2 separate regions of the Rattus norvegicus genome follow, and region 2 is linked to region 1. The links are chromatin contacts, called in public Hi-C maps. All regions are on one chromosome and are shown on one strand. The core of a region is the stretch at or near the end of the contact, and the rest is flanking DNA. Distances in the headings are between cores, read along the strand shown. Region 1 holds the start of Ttc39c (tetratricopeptide repeat domain 39C). Region 2 overlaps Ttc39c (tetratricopeptide repeat domain 39C).

What was found. A called contact is a pair of places that touch in the nucleus more often than the background predicts.
Region 2: a contact with region 1 is called in a Hi-C map of liver, with 1.8 times the contacts expected there. The contact joins the enhancer-like site here to the promoter of Ttc39c in region 1.

Annotation. Positions count from the first base shown.
Region 1 is chr18:4,076,892-4,083,427 of GRCr8, reverse strand. It overlaps Ttc39c (tetratricopeptide repeat domain 39C), which reads right to left and starts at 3,484. Exons shown (of 14, transcript NM_001415714.1): 1 at 2,797-3,484. The coding sequence starts at 2,954. It overlaps LOC134482904 (a long non-coding RNA gene), which reads left to right and starts at 2,391. Exons shown (of 2, transcript XR_010059618.1): 1 at 2,391-2,592; 2 at 4,265-4,564.
Region 2 is chr18:4,110,119-4,116,654 of GRCr8, reverse strand. It overlaps Ttc39c (tetratricopeptide repeat domain 39C), which reads right to left. Exons shown (of 14, transcript NM_001415714.1): 2 at 103-151. Among named protein-coding and RNA genes, the nearest start is that of Ttc39c, 33 kb to the right of the region's middle. Within about 2 kb of position 3,869, at least 6 of the 93 cell types and tissues checked have an H3K27ac peak or open chromatin away from gene starts, as enhancers often do. A contact at or near this core is called in liver, where this site is marked.

The DNA.
Region 1 (6,536 bases), core at 2,235-4,734:
TCAGGATGGCTCAGGTGGTAAAGGTGCTTGTCACTGAGCCTGAGGAGCTCAGCTTGATCTCCGAGTGCCACGTGACGATACCCACCCTGCCCCCATGCACTAAATAAGTTAATAAAGCATAAGTAATTAAATTACATATATAAGAGCTATCTGCACAGCAGGGGCCTTCTGCCTGGTGCTGAAGTAGTGGTGAGGGCATCAGCACTGAGCTGGCACAGCTTTCACTGTGTTCACAGGCCGTGTCAGGTTCCTGGGACCTTGGATCTTGTCAATACCGGGGCAGGGGGAGGAAGAGAGGGAGACAGGGAGACAGACAGACAGACAGACAGCCCGACAGTATCTGTCTCCTGTATCCCAGGATGGCCTCATTCACTATGGAACCCAAACCAGCCTCAAGCCTTCTGCTATGGATCCCTCTGCGCATACTCCAGCATGCTGGAACTGAATGCATCCACACCATACCCAGTTAAGTGGTGCTAGGAACTGAATCCAAGGCTTCATGCACAGTGGGCAAGAACTCAACCGAGCTACATCCCTGTCCCCAGCTCTCTCCTAGTAACGTTTAACAAGCAGTCACCCTGTGCCACGGGTACTGTTACCACTATTTCGTTTTATAGTCATTGAAGCAGTGTTTGAGAACCTGGAACATCAGCATCCACAAAGGGCAGGGCCAGGCCTGGAACCCCAGCTCTGGACGCCAGTCTCTGACCGACTATGCAGCCGCGCCTCCCAGCACGTGGATGAGAGCAGCACATGTTGGAGGCGGGAGGAACTCGAGGTCTTTCCACCATCCAACACAGCAGATGGAGCAAGGGAAAGCTGACAGGATAATGCTGTCAGTCATCCTGCCTTCTCCCCCTCATCCCAACAGCACCCTTGTAGCCATGCTGGAAACAAGGCCCGGGCCAGCTGCAGATCTCTAATACGTGAGATCCAAGTCTGACTTAGGACACGGTGATGGACCCTGTGGATGCTAGAGTCAGTCTCTGGCTGGGGAAGAGCAGTAAGACATAAGAGGGGGGTGTGCGTGAACGTGTGCTTCACAAGCACACATTACAGTCTTGTTCCTCCCTTATTCTCTAAGCTAAACACTGCTGGTCTTCTTCCCTACAGAAAAACATCCATTCACGATGCTCTGTGCTCTATGCAGAGCACCAGCCTTTCATCTGCCCTCTCGGCATCCCATAAACCTGGGCAGTGCTGCTCCACCTTCCTAACGCTGTGACCCTTTAGCACAGTTCCTCCTGCTGTGCTGACCCCCAGCCATAAAGTTATTTTCACTGCTAATTCATAACTGTAATTCTGCTACTGCTATGAATCGTAATATAAATATTTTGGAGACAGTTTTGCCAAAGGGGTTGTGACCCACAGGTTGAGAATCACCAGCTAGGTTTCCTGCTTTCAGTGTGACAGCAACATCACCACTTGGTCTGTATAGTGAGTTCCAGGCCAGCCAAGGATGCACAGTGACAGCCTGTCTCAAAAAAAGTTTAATTAACTAATTAATTAAAGCCCATAAGCAAGCAATACCATAGTTAACTTTTAAAAAATCTTCCATCAAAGCCTTTGATGAAGCTAAAATCAAACTCTGTGTGTGTGTGTTAAATAAGACATTCTTAAGTTGTCCTCATTTTCAGACCATAAAGGTAAGAAGAAGCTGACTTAAAAGTAAGTCTGCTGTAGGGCCAAGGTGTGGCAGTGCAAGCCTGTAATCTTAGCCTTGAGGAGGCTGAGATAGGAGGATCAAGGCTAGCCTGAGCTACAAACTGTACAGTGTCTCAAAAAGTAAACCAGATCTCATGGAAAGTTCCTAGTTGTAAGATACCTGCTTCTCTGCGGGAGTGACTGGGCTTGGTGGAAATCACCATTCTTTAAAGTCTAAGCATTCCCCATTATTAACACACTCTTACTTCATCACAACTACACTGGGGTTCTCTCATTTCAATCTAAACTATGTCTCAAGAAACTATGCGGTGTCCGCCCTTAAACATGCTGAGGACAGCGACTAGGCATCTGACGGCCAGCCCACATTCACGGTAAGCCAGCTTGCTTCCTGAAGCAGAACACCTGGAGCTTTGAGTTCCCAGGGCTTCTTTCACAACAGGGCTTAGATCTTGAGCTTAATTTTTCAAATGCAAACAAAAATTAAAGCAACACACGTGTTTCCCCTTTCATTCTTCTGTACTTTTAAAAATTCCTCTATTTTCTTCTTACTAGATAATTCTTAAAAAATCGGCTCTCTTGAAAGGCATCAGGACTCATCCTGACTGTAGAAGGATGAGGCAGAGATGGGTGGTCAGAGTTTGGACTGAAATGTTTCAAGTTCCTCTACAGAGCGACAATTACACTACTCAGTCTTTAAATAACGAAAGCACCAGGGTATACAAAGGAGAGCGCCACACAAGGACCTGGCAAGGGTGCTCAGGTCACAAAGGCTGCCGGGGCAGCGTGAGAGCCAGAGTCCCAACCCAGCAAGTGCTAGGCTCGCTGTTGCCTCTAATGCATCAGTCCCCCGAGCCAAGGCGCGGTGGGAGACCAGGCGACAGCTCGAAAGCAGCAGAAAAACACTGGACACCCCTCGGAGGGCAGAAAGTGAGACCAGACTGCGGTGGCAGGGAAGGAAGGGTCAGAGCAGCGGGGGATGGGGTGGGGAGGAGGATGGGGCCAAGGCTCAGGGCAAAGGCTGCAGATAAAGCCTTGGGAAGCGAAGGAGAGCAGGGAAGAGAGCTGCCGCAGGTCACGAGGTGACCACCCGGTGTGCGCAGCCAGGGCAGAGAGTCGGGGAGCCCGGGTCACCTGTATTGTTTGAAAAGCTGATCCGACTCCCTGAAGCCGTTGTTGAGAAGCATGTTGATGCCAGCCAGGGCCAGCTCCGCGTCCTGCAGGGGCGCCGCTGCCGCGTCCGGGTCGCCGTCCTCCCTCCGCCGCGGCCGCTGCTGCTCCGAGCCGGCCATGGGCGCACGAGGCCCGGCGCGGGCCGAGGAGAGGTGCGGGAGGCGGCTGCAGCGGCCCGCGCTCCCCGAGCCCTGTCCGACTTGCCGGGAGCCGAGCACAGCAGCCAGCAGGGGGCGGGGAGGGACGCGAAGGCGGAGCCGCCGCCGGGCTGCGGCGCGGGGAACGTGGGCGCCCGGCCGCCCCCACCCGCCGCCGGGGATTACTCAGCAGCCGGCTCGCGGCCACCCCAGCCGTTTCGGGTGTCTGCGCCCGCTTCGATCCAGGCGTCCGGAGCTGCCTCCGCTTCCTGCAGCCCCTCTGGGCCCCGGAACCCGCCCCATAGGCCCCCAGGCTAGCGCCAGGCTGCGGACACCCACGCGAGGCCCCAATGCCCAACCCTCCGAGATAGGATGGACCTCGGACGCACTGGGAGGGGCGGGAGAGCTTGACTCAGGGTCAGAGAACTCCTGGTCCGCTGCTACTGAGCGCGGCTGGGCACTCAGGTGTCTTTGGCTTGGTCCACGCGTGTCAGAACCCTTGGGAGTCCAGTGCCAGTCACCCCCAACTTCGTCCGGATCCCAGCCAGCCCCCTCCCCCAGGCCCAAAGCAGCCAATCCTCAAGCAGTTGGGCGGCGGGGGCGTGGCCTCCAGAACCCGGACCATTTGCTAGGGCCCACCACCAACATTAGAAACACGTAGAGAGAGGGATCCATATGCTACGTAGCTAAATATTTAAACGCTAAGAAGTAAGCTGTTAAGGTGTGTTCTCAGCACCCTGACGACTATACTTCCAAGCCAGTGAAACAGAAAAGCTGTGGTTTTTATATAAGCAAATGTAAGCAAAACGCCAAGGGTGATAATTTAATCAGAGTCTCACTTCTGACGGTGAGCTAGTGGTTTCTGCATGCACCATTTAGACATAAAAGAGAAATCTGTTTATGGGTTTTAAAAATGTTCTTCTCCCCTTTACTTTAGCAGCTGTTAAACAATACTTTGACAACTAAGGTTGTGCGAATGTCAAATTGGACTATCTTCCCTAAGAACTCGCTCACTTCAATTAGAAGAGACTTAACCGCTAAAGGGCTCAAAACCATTCATACTCAGATCAAGACATTACTCCAAAAATAACATCCAACATTATAGCGAGCTACGTATAAATTACCACACAAGTGCACCGTAATTTAAACTCACCCTGCATGTTAGCTTTGTTACTTGTAGCATTCCTTACAAGACCATCTAACTCCTATCTCATGTTCAGCCATGAAATTGAAGAGGAATGCCCATTGTGGTCAGTGCCTAGCTGTAGCCTTCTCTTTCTCCTTTCTTACAGGATCGCACTATTCTGCTCAGGCTGGCCTGGAACGCCTGGGCTCAGTCACCCGGCCTGACCTCCCACCTAACTAGGACAGCAGGCCCATGCCTCAAGCACAATACTCCATACGACTGTTGTAAAATCACGCTAATTCTCTGAGACTTTCCCCTGTATCCCTGACCAGCCCTGAATTCACTGCAGTCTCCTGCTTCAGCCCTGGGTTGGTAACTGCACGTTCAGATACTATGCTGGGCTAACAAATTCTTAACAAGAAGTTGGAATACAAAATATTAAATAAATACTAAAATAAAAAATGAATGCATGTCTACCTGGAAATGGTACCATCTAATTTAGGAAACATGTCATTTATGCTGAAAGAACTTTACAAATTGACTGTTTAATTTTGGTCTCAGTTGTAAGCACTGTCACTGCCTTCAGTGACATTCAGACTTCAGTTTTTTAGTGTCTTGTAATGACATTTCCAGAAGACCTGAATGGCATCCTTGATAAGAATGGATGCTGAGAGCTATGCATCCACTGTGCCAGCAGAGAGCAAATGACACAGAAGCCAGGGTTTCTTTAATACACTCATGTGTGTATACATTTTGATGGGCAAGCCATTAGGTGTTAGGGACTGCACAGCCCACTAAGTCCACATGAGGCTCCTGGCTTCATAGCATCTATGGCATCAGTGCTGACCAGCCTGGCCAAGGCCTTCCTTGCTCAGACTGCCTGGATTTTGGACAGGTGGAGCCCATCCATCTGAAGTCCTTGCACAATCCAGGCAACAAGAGAGGCAAGCCAAGAGGACAATGTCAAAGTGGGAGGCATCTGTACCTCTCCCACCTAGGGAAGGGGACAGTCTTCTATTGCATTTATAGCTGGGGAAAGGGAGACAAAAAATAAATTTTGAGTTATTTATGACACAAGTTGTATTGGGGGGAGGGTGCAGTTAATAAGGAATCAGAAGGGTCAAAGTTATCCCTGGGGCTAGTTTTCTCTCAAGGGCTGGGCACAATGGGTTCTGCAAACTTCGGGACACTCTTGGACAGTTGGGGTGAGATACAGAAGTTGTCCAGCTCCCCAGCATAAGCAAAGGGAGAAACTCACAGTTTCTTGCAGCACACCTTAGACACATACAAAGCAGGATTTAATCAGACACGCAACGATTAACGCTAGTTTTTGCATTATAAACAGACACTGGCAAACGTGCTCAGTGGTGAGAGATGAGGATTTAGATGATGGCTGGCACTCAGCAGTCGAGTTTGCTCCCCATTATGACACTGGAGGCTCAATCCTCAATAGTGCTCGAAGTAAAAGGGACTCAGAAGCAGGCTCCCAAATCCCAAGAGAACACTTATATAGCTGTGGCTCGCAAGGACACCTAGCGGGTGGGGAATTAGGGTTGACCGCTATCTTTGATAAGCAAGAAGAGCAGGTCACAGTGATGTTTAAAAGGCCATGATGTATACTATACTAACTACATTGAACGGGAAGGAAAATCCAGACTACTAACACTAGCAGTGCCTTACACTTGACATCGTGGGACTCATACACTCTCCTGCAAACAGAGCCTTCAGTGCACTTGACTTCACCAGACAGGACTTGCCCAAGTGCACGTGAGGAGGTAGGGAGAGAAGGAAGGGGAGAATTGGAAGAAACGGCTCACTTCTTCTCTACAAACCCTTAATACTGTTCTGACGGCCAACGTTCCACAGTGCTGCCTCTACCCTCAGTCTAGAAATGAATGAAACTGCAAGTGTTATTTCGTCATGCACTGCCTTGGTGGTGTTGTTACAATAACAGAGACCTCTGACTCAGTCTCCTTGGAGAAACAAATGTACTGGTTCATGTAGGGGGTTTCCAGAGTGAGGGTGTATCCAGAGCTCCAACCCTGTGGCCAAGCACTCAGCTTTTCCCTCCATCCCCCCCTCAGCCATGTGGATGCTTGGTGGCCACATCAGCAGAGTGTCACTTCCCCATAACTGCACATGGAGTCCCCCATTCAGTTAGCCTCCATGATCCATGTTATTTTAGCATCTCCTGGCACCAGGAGATACTGCAACTCGGACAGAATCACATACAAAAGAGGGAATTCTGGGAAAAAGTGGGTAGGGGGTAGTGGCTCAGGTACAGGTGTAATGATCATCACTGCCCCCTTCTTCTATGAGGGAGTGTCCACAGAGCTGCTCTAATTAAGATGGCAATGGCTATTACAACTGGAAGACAGCATTCTACAAAGAATTCTACTTAAGAAAACCTAGTTGTTTCTGAGTCCTGCAGAACAGTT
Region 2 (6,536 bases), core at 2,620-5,119, 33 kb before region 1:
TCCAGGTCGTCTTTAACAGCGTGTCTATGCAGCCGGCAGGCAGGCAGGCATCACTGTCGATTTGTTTTCGTGACAGCAACGTCTCTTTTGATATCAACTCACCAGAAAGCTGACGAAGCTCGCTCCAAAACTCATTAGTGGGCTATGATTTCTGTTAAGGAAACAAACAAAAATATTTCACTGGATCTTATTTTACAGGTGTTTTTAAAACAGGATGTGAGGTAAGCAGGCAGACAGAATCACACCAAGCTGACAAGCTGAGGTACGTCCTGGCTCTACCCCAGGAGAGATTTCATCCTTCAAAAGTAAGTACGGAGCTGACAGTAAATATAGAGAAATATGTGGATTTGCTAGACCATGGGCAAAGAAAGGAGTGACCTGCTTCTTAAAGTGTCAAGCTGGATCCAAGCTCTACATATACAGGGTCGGGGTGGGGGTGCAGGCCTGCAGTGCCAGTGTAGGGGTGGGGGTGCAGGCCTGCAGTGCCAGTGTAGGGGTGGGGGTGCAGGCCTGCAGTGCCAGTGTGGGGGTGGGGTACAGGCCTGCAGTGCCAGTGTGGGGGTGGGGTACAGGCCTGCAGTGCCAGTGTGGGAGTGGGGGTGCAGGCCTGCAGTGCCAGTGTGGGAGTGGGGGGTGCAGGCCTGCAGTGCCAGTGTGGGAGTGGGGGGTGCAGGCCTGCAGTGCCAGTGTGGGGGTGGGGGTGCAGGCCTGCAGTGCCATACAGGGGTCAGGGTGGGGGTGCAGGCCTGCAGTGCCAGCACTTGGGACCACAACAGAGGCTTACCTAAGCCAGCCATAAGCAAGATCCTGTGTCAAAACGAATGAAACAGAAAACACCTAACAAAGTCAGTCTTATTTGTAGACCACCCCAAGGTTGAGAACACCTTCCTAGGACCCACTAATTGCCAATCGTGACACACAGGCATCACCAATCCTGTAGTAAGCACAAGAGGAAAGCAAGCCAGTGCTAAGTGAGCCAGAAAACACAAGAACATCAAGTCTTCAATCCAACCTAAAAGCCAATACAAAAGTCCAGTCTCCATAAATTGTAAGAGGAAAAGGAAGCCATGTGCTCTTCAATAATAATAAGAAGTCACTAACTTTTCACTATGCAAACACATGGCCATTGTATTAACAACAGAAGTGGTGTAAAAACTTACTATCCCATCCTCCGCTAAAATTTACATTGTGCCCAATGTGAAAAGGGCTGTGTATCTGTGTGGAGCACATGCGTGCATGTGTGTGTAAGTGCATGAGTGTATGTAAGAGAGGGAAAGTAAGCCCCTGTCCATCTGACATCCCACCTCTGCCTGAAGAACCACCTGCGTGGACATGACCACAGGCCGTGAGACAGACAGACTGCCACGCGTGTCTCCTTCCTTTCCTGCAGGGCTATGCGCGGCTGTGTTGCTGGGGAAGACTCCACAGTTAAAGTTCTTTTGAATGCTAACCTCTCCTAGTATCTTTTCCCCATCTACCTGTACTTCTGCTCACCCTACGGCTGCCTTCAATTGCTTCCCCCCACCCCCGCCCCGAACCCCGTCAACCCCCCGCCTCTGAAAAGGATGCTTAAATCAACTGCAGCAACAAACAGGAAGGTGGGCTCACCTGTCAAGCCCAAGGCAGCACTCAGACCCTAACCTTAGCTGGGAGGTGTCACGTCTACAGCGCCCTCCAAATATACGCTGCTCATTCTTGGTCCACAGCAACTACCCAGAGCTTGGACGTGGCACAGGCTTTTAGCTCCTGTATTAACTGCATCCTGCAACCATTGGAGGATTGGGTCAGTGAGGGAGTGAGGTCCCTGCTCTCAAGGACAGATGCATTTGATGGATTTCAACACAGCGATGGCCGCTCTGCTTCCCCATCCCCTGACTAGAGCTCAGCCACTGCTACTTTTGCTTCATGATCTTGGCTAAAATTAGCTTCCTGAGAGCCACAGGGATTAATTATTCATGGCGTCAAGTCTCCTTCCCGCTACCATCTTATCATTCAAATGGAAGAAAATATTCTGGCAGCTGTCCAGCAGAGGTGCTTTCCCTCCCTGAGGTGCTGCCCACCCACCATGCAGCACGGGCACACCAGGCACACCCAGATCTCCATAAATTGTGTAAGAGGAAAACGAAGCCATGTGCTCTTCAATATTAATAAAAAAAAGTCACTAATTTTTCACTATGCAAATACATGACCATTATATTAACAACAACAAAAGCCATGCAACAACAACTGCTGTCCTGTCAGCCCTGTTTGCAGCAAGGCTCAGTCCGCCCAGGTTCCACTCAGTCTTTAACGTCACATACCTCAAGTGACCTAACAGTAACTTACTTCATTTACTTAACTCTGGCCGTACACATGTCCCTACACAAAACATGTCTTGGGGATTTTAAAATGAATCCAGAGATCTGAGGGTATATACAGGACAAGTAGGCTCTGTTTTTCTACAATAGTGGAGACACAGTTTTGTGGTACAGGACAAAGTACAGTAAAACCAATGACTTACTAATTAATAACATTTTCCTTTACTTTTTTATTTTCTGATTATGTTTTGCCTGCATATCTCATATCTCAGCAGCACATGCATGCAGTGACTGAGAAGGCCAGCAGAGGGAGCTGGAGCTCAGGGAACTGAGTTACAATGGTTATGAGGCCCTGTGTGTGCTAGGAACTGAATCCGGGTCCTTTGGAAAAGCAGCTGGTGCATTTACCCACCAAGCTGGTTCAGAATACAAACTGCAGGAGTTCATGCAAACTCGGTGTATAGATTCAGTCTTTAACAATGGCCCTGTTCCCTAGTTCTGTCCCCTGCAAAGTTGAGAAACAATGTTCCCTGCCCAGCTGTGCTCATGTCTAGCAGCCGTGTGGGTCATCAGCACTCCTGAAATACCCTGCAAACACTGTGTCTCCTCCACAAGAAGCCACACAGGCTCCAGATGAGGTGCAAGAAGAGCCTGGAGTGCACAGCCACAGAACAGAGTAAAGGATTTTAAGACAAAGAGTAGAGTGTATATATTTTGCCAGTTTGAAATCTTCATCGTACAACAAAAAGAGACCAGCAGTTTGCAATGGAACCAGGGTATCATCTAAAATGAGAGGGGGAAGGGGAGGGGAGAGGAGGAGGGAGAGGGAGACGGAGGGGAGATGACAGCTACACCTGGAATCCCAACACTCAGGAGGGAGAGGGTCTGGAGTTTAATGCCACCCTCTGCTACACTGAGTCTGAAACCAGCCTGAACTACAAGAGACTATGTAAAAAAAAATACAGTAGTGACGGGAATAGTGAGAGCTAAAAGTGGTCAAAGTCCTTCACTGTAGAAACAGGAGTGCTGTGAACAGCATAGGCCAACAGACATGCACAGAGTGACAGTATTCTTTTCTGAGACAAAGAAATGAAGGGTTTTTCCAGTAAGTATGTGGTATTTACATAGCTGTGCACACATATGCATGTGACATTAACAACAGAAGAAGAAGCCGTCACTGGAGAGTGCTGCGGGTGTGGGAAGTGGTGGTGGGAGGAGTAGCTAAAGGGATGAAGGGGAGGGAGAAGGAAACCAATGTGATTATTTCAATTAAAAATATATTTAAAAATAAAAATAAAATCGAAAGTGTGTGTGGTGGGGGTAGGGGACAGACAGCCGAGCCTGCACAGTGCCAGTGTCACACACCGCATGGACACCCCCACAGTTACTCCCCATTCAGAAGGACAAGGCGCCGCTCAGTCAGTGTGCTAGCTCCAAATGCTCCTTGAGATTCGGCTGTAGCCTCTGCAGCTCTCAACAGGGGAGGCTGTGCACCAAGCAGCAAGATGGACTGACAGTCAGAACGCAGGCAGACTCTGCCTCTGTGCCAAGCTGAGGGCCAGCAGGAGCCATCTGTGGTCCAGGGCTAGCAGAACACCAGACCCAAAGAGTACAGGGACAGACTCGGATAGGAGGTTTCACTCCAAGGTACCTCCTCCTGTTGTTTTTTAAATATTTATTTTAAATTCTGTGTAAACAGTTTGTCTGCAGGGTAAGCAGATGTGTGAGCGCTGGGCCCAGAGAGAAATACAGACTCTTAACTGCTGGGCCACCTCTCCAGTCCCTCTCTGATTTTTTTTCTAAACAATAAAAGCAAATGATTTAGAGAGCTCATTTTTATATCAGCTGCAGGCAATAGACACAGGAACTTTACGCATGTTCTTTAAAGGACGGACGGACTGAAGTAAGGGGAGGACAACCAATAAGCCTTTAGTCTCTCAAACACGACAGCCATTTTCTTATGATTTTAGCTAAGTCGCACCTTAAACAAAGTTTCTGTTTCTAACGGAAGATGATTCCTTTACTAAGCTGGCTGCACAATGCTGTCAAGAACAATAATAAACAGATTTACGACAGGAATTTGATGAGGTGGGAGCTGGAAGCTGATGCTCCCCACAGAGCTTACCTGTAGGTTCAGTTTGTCACATCCTGCATCTCAAGCTCAGTGTGGGGAAGCTGCTACCATGCTAGCATGGGGGCCTCAGCCAGCCCCCATGGTGGGGCAGCATCCCTAAAGGAAGCATGCGGGCAGTTACTGTCTGAGAGCCCAGAATGCTCACCTAGCACTACACAAATCCTCGCCACCCATTCCAAGATGGCCAGGGAAGGTGGAGACATTCCCAGCTGGACCATCTGACAGATGCTTGCCGAGGAGAGCCTCTTCATGTGTGAGGAGGGATCTGTGAGTGCGCACAGCCTTGTCAGGCTTAAGGCCTTAGCTTGATGAAGTCTCTCAGGCTTTGCTCCGCCCAACTTGGAGAAAGGCCCCCAGCGTGAATTAAATAAAGGGGGTCAACATCCCCAAAGCAGCACAGGGTCTCAATCTTCATCCCAGAGTTTATCAGAAACATGGTTTATACTCACTACAGCCATTTTCAAAGGGCCCAGCAGGTAAAGACCTTCTGCCAAGACTGGAACTTGAGTTCTAGCCCTAAGACTGACATGTTAGGAGAGAACCAACTGCCTCGAGGTGTCCCTGACTTCCACAAGCATGCTGTGGCGTGTCCCCACACCCCTGACTTCCACAAGCATGCTGTGGTGTGTCCCCACACCCCTGACTTCCACAAGCATGCTGTGGCATGTCCCTACACCCCTAACACACAACAAATGAGTAAAAGTTAGGAAAAAGGAAGACTCTAGGCCAACGGACAAAGAAAATGTCTCCTTTCCGATGGCAGCTAAGAACATTCAATGTAAAGTTCACTTAGAAGGAAATTTTCTAACTTAATTTGTAGTAGAAAAATACTCAGAGGGGGAAAAACTAATTTGTTCTGAAAGCATCTCTGTTTAAAGCACTCCTGATCCTCCCTTTACTCATTAGCATCTCTAGAGAGCTCCAGCAGGGCAGCATCTGAAGCATGTCCCTTCTGAACCATGCAGAGACCAGAGGACAACATCCTAAAAACATTAGATCACCGTGATGTGATGGCCATTCCACTCACTAGGCTCCATCCTCCGATGCCCAGAGACGGAAGCACACAGTCTAACTCTGGAGCCCGCCCACTTCACCATCCCACCTTTAAAAATGCATGGCCCACTTCTGAGGAAGGATTAAAATGTCAGCGCTAGGGTTGGAAATACACCTCAGCTGACAGAATGCTGCAAGGCCCTGTGTGTGATCTCCACTGCTCAGGAGTTCAAGGTCGTACTCAGTTACACAGTGACTGGGAGACCAAACTGGACACACAAGCCTGCTGCAGATAATAAAGCTAAATAAAATCTCCAAGCTTGATTTGAGGTGATTAAGGCCACTGGGGGACAAAAGTCCTAGCAGGCTTTTCTAGGGGTGGAGCCTGCCAGAGACGCCTACTGGGCAACAATGGTGTGAATACTATGGGAATAATAACCACTTTCTGACTGGACTTGCGTGATCCGCTCCAGAAGACAGAATTAATGCTCAACGGATACAAAAACCTGGTCAAAATGCCATGGGCGGCCTTGTCTTAGGTCTCAGGGACAGTTACTGTGGGCGGCCTTGTCTTAGGTCTCAGGGACAGTTACTGTGGGCAGCCTTGTCTTAGGTCTCAGGGACAGTTACTGTTGCCATCTTTCTAGGCAGTCACACCGTCAAGCTGCTTCCCCAATATGCTCACACCCGTAGAGTAGCGCTGCTCTTCACCTCTGTCACAGAAGCTCCTTTTGCAGTGGGAAGCAGTCATAACTCATCAAAGAATTCAACCTAAGTGGGTTTCTACCAAAGCTACCCCCAGCTGCAGGAACACGGGGGAAGACACGGCAGATAAAATGTAAGAGCTGAGGAACCGGTAGGGATGCTGTAAAATGGCATGGCTACTGCACTCATGGACCCTCGGTTGCTACAAGGCAGACAGTCAGCATTCCAATAGGGACATGGGAGGAGCTCAGCAGGTCCCACCTCTAGCTGGGGACAACTGACAACTGATGGCTGCTGTGAGGAATGTCCCCACTGGTGTATGCAGGCTCCTGGTGGACGGTGCTATATCCATGTGCATGCAGGCAGCACCAGTTGGACTCGGTGGTTATTAAAAAGAGGAGGAGGAG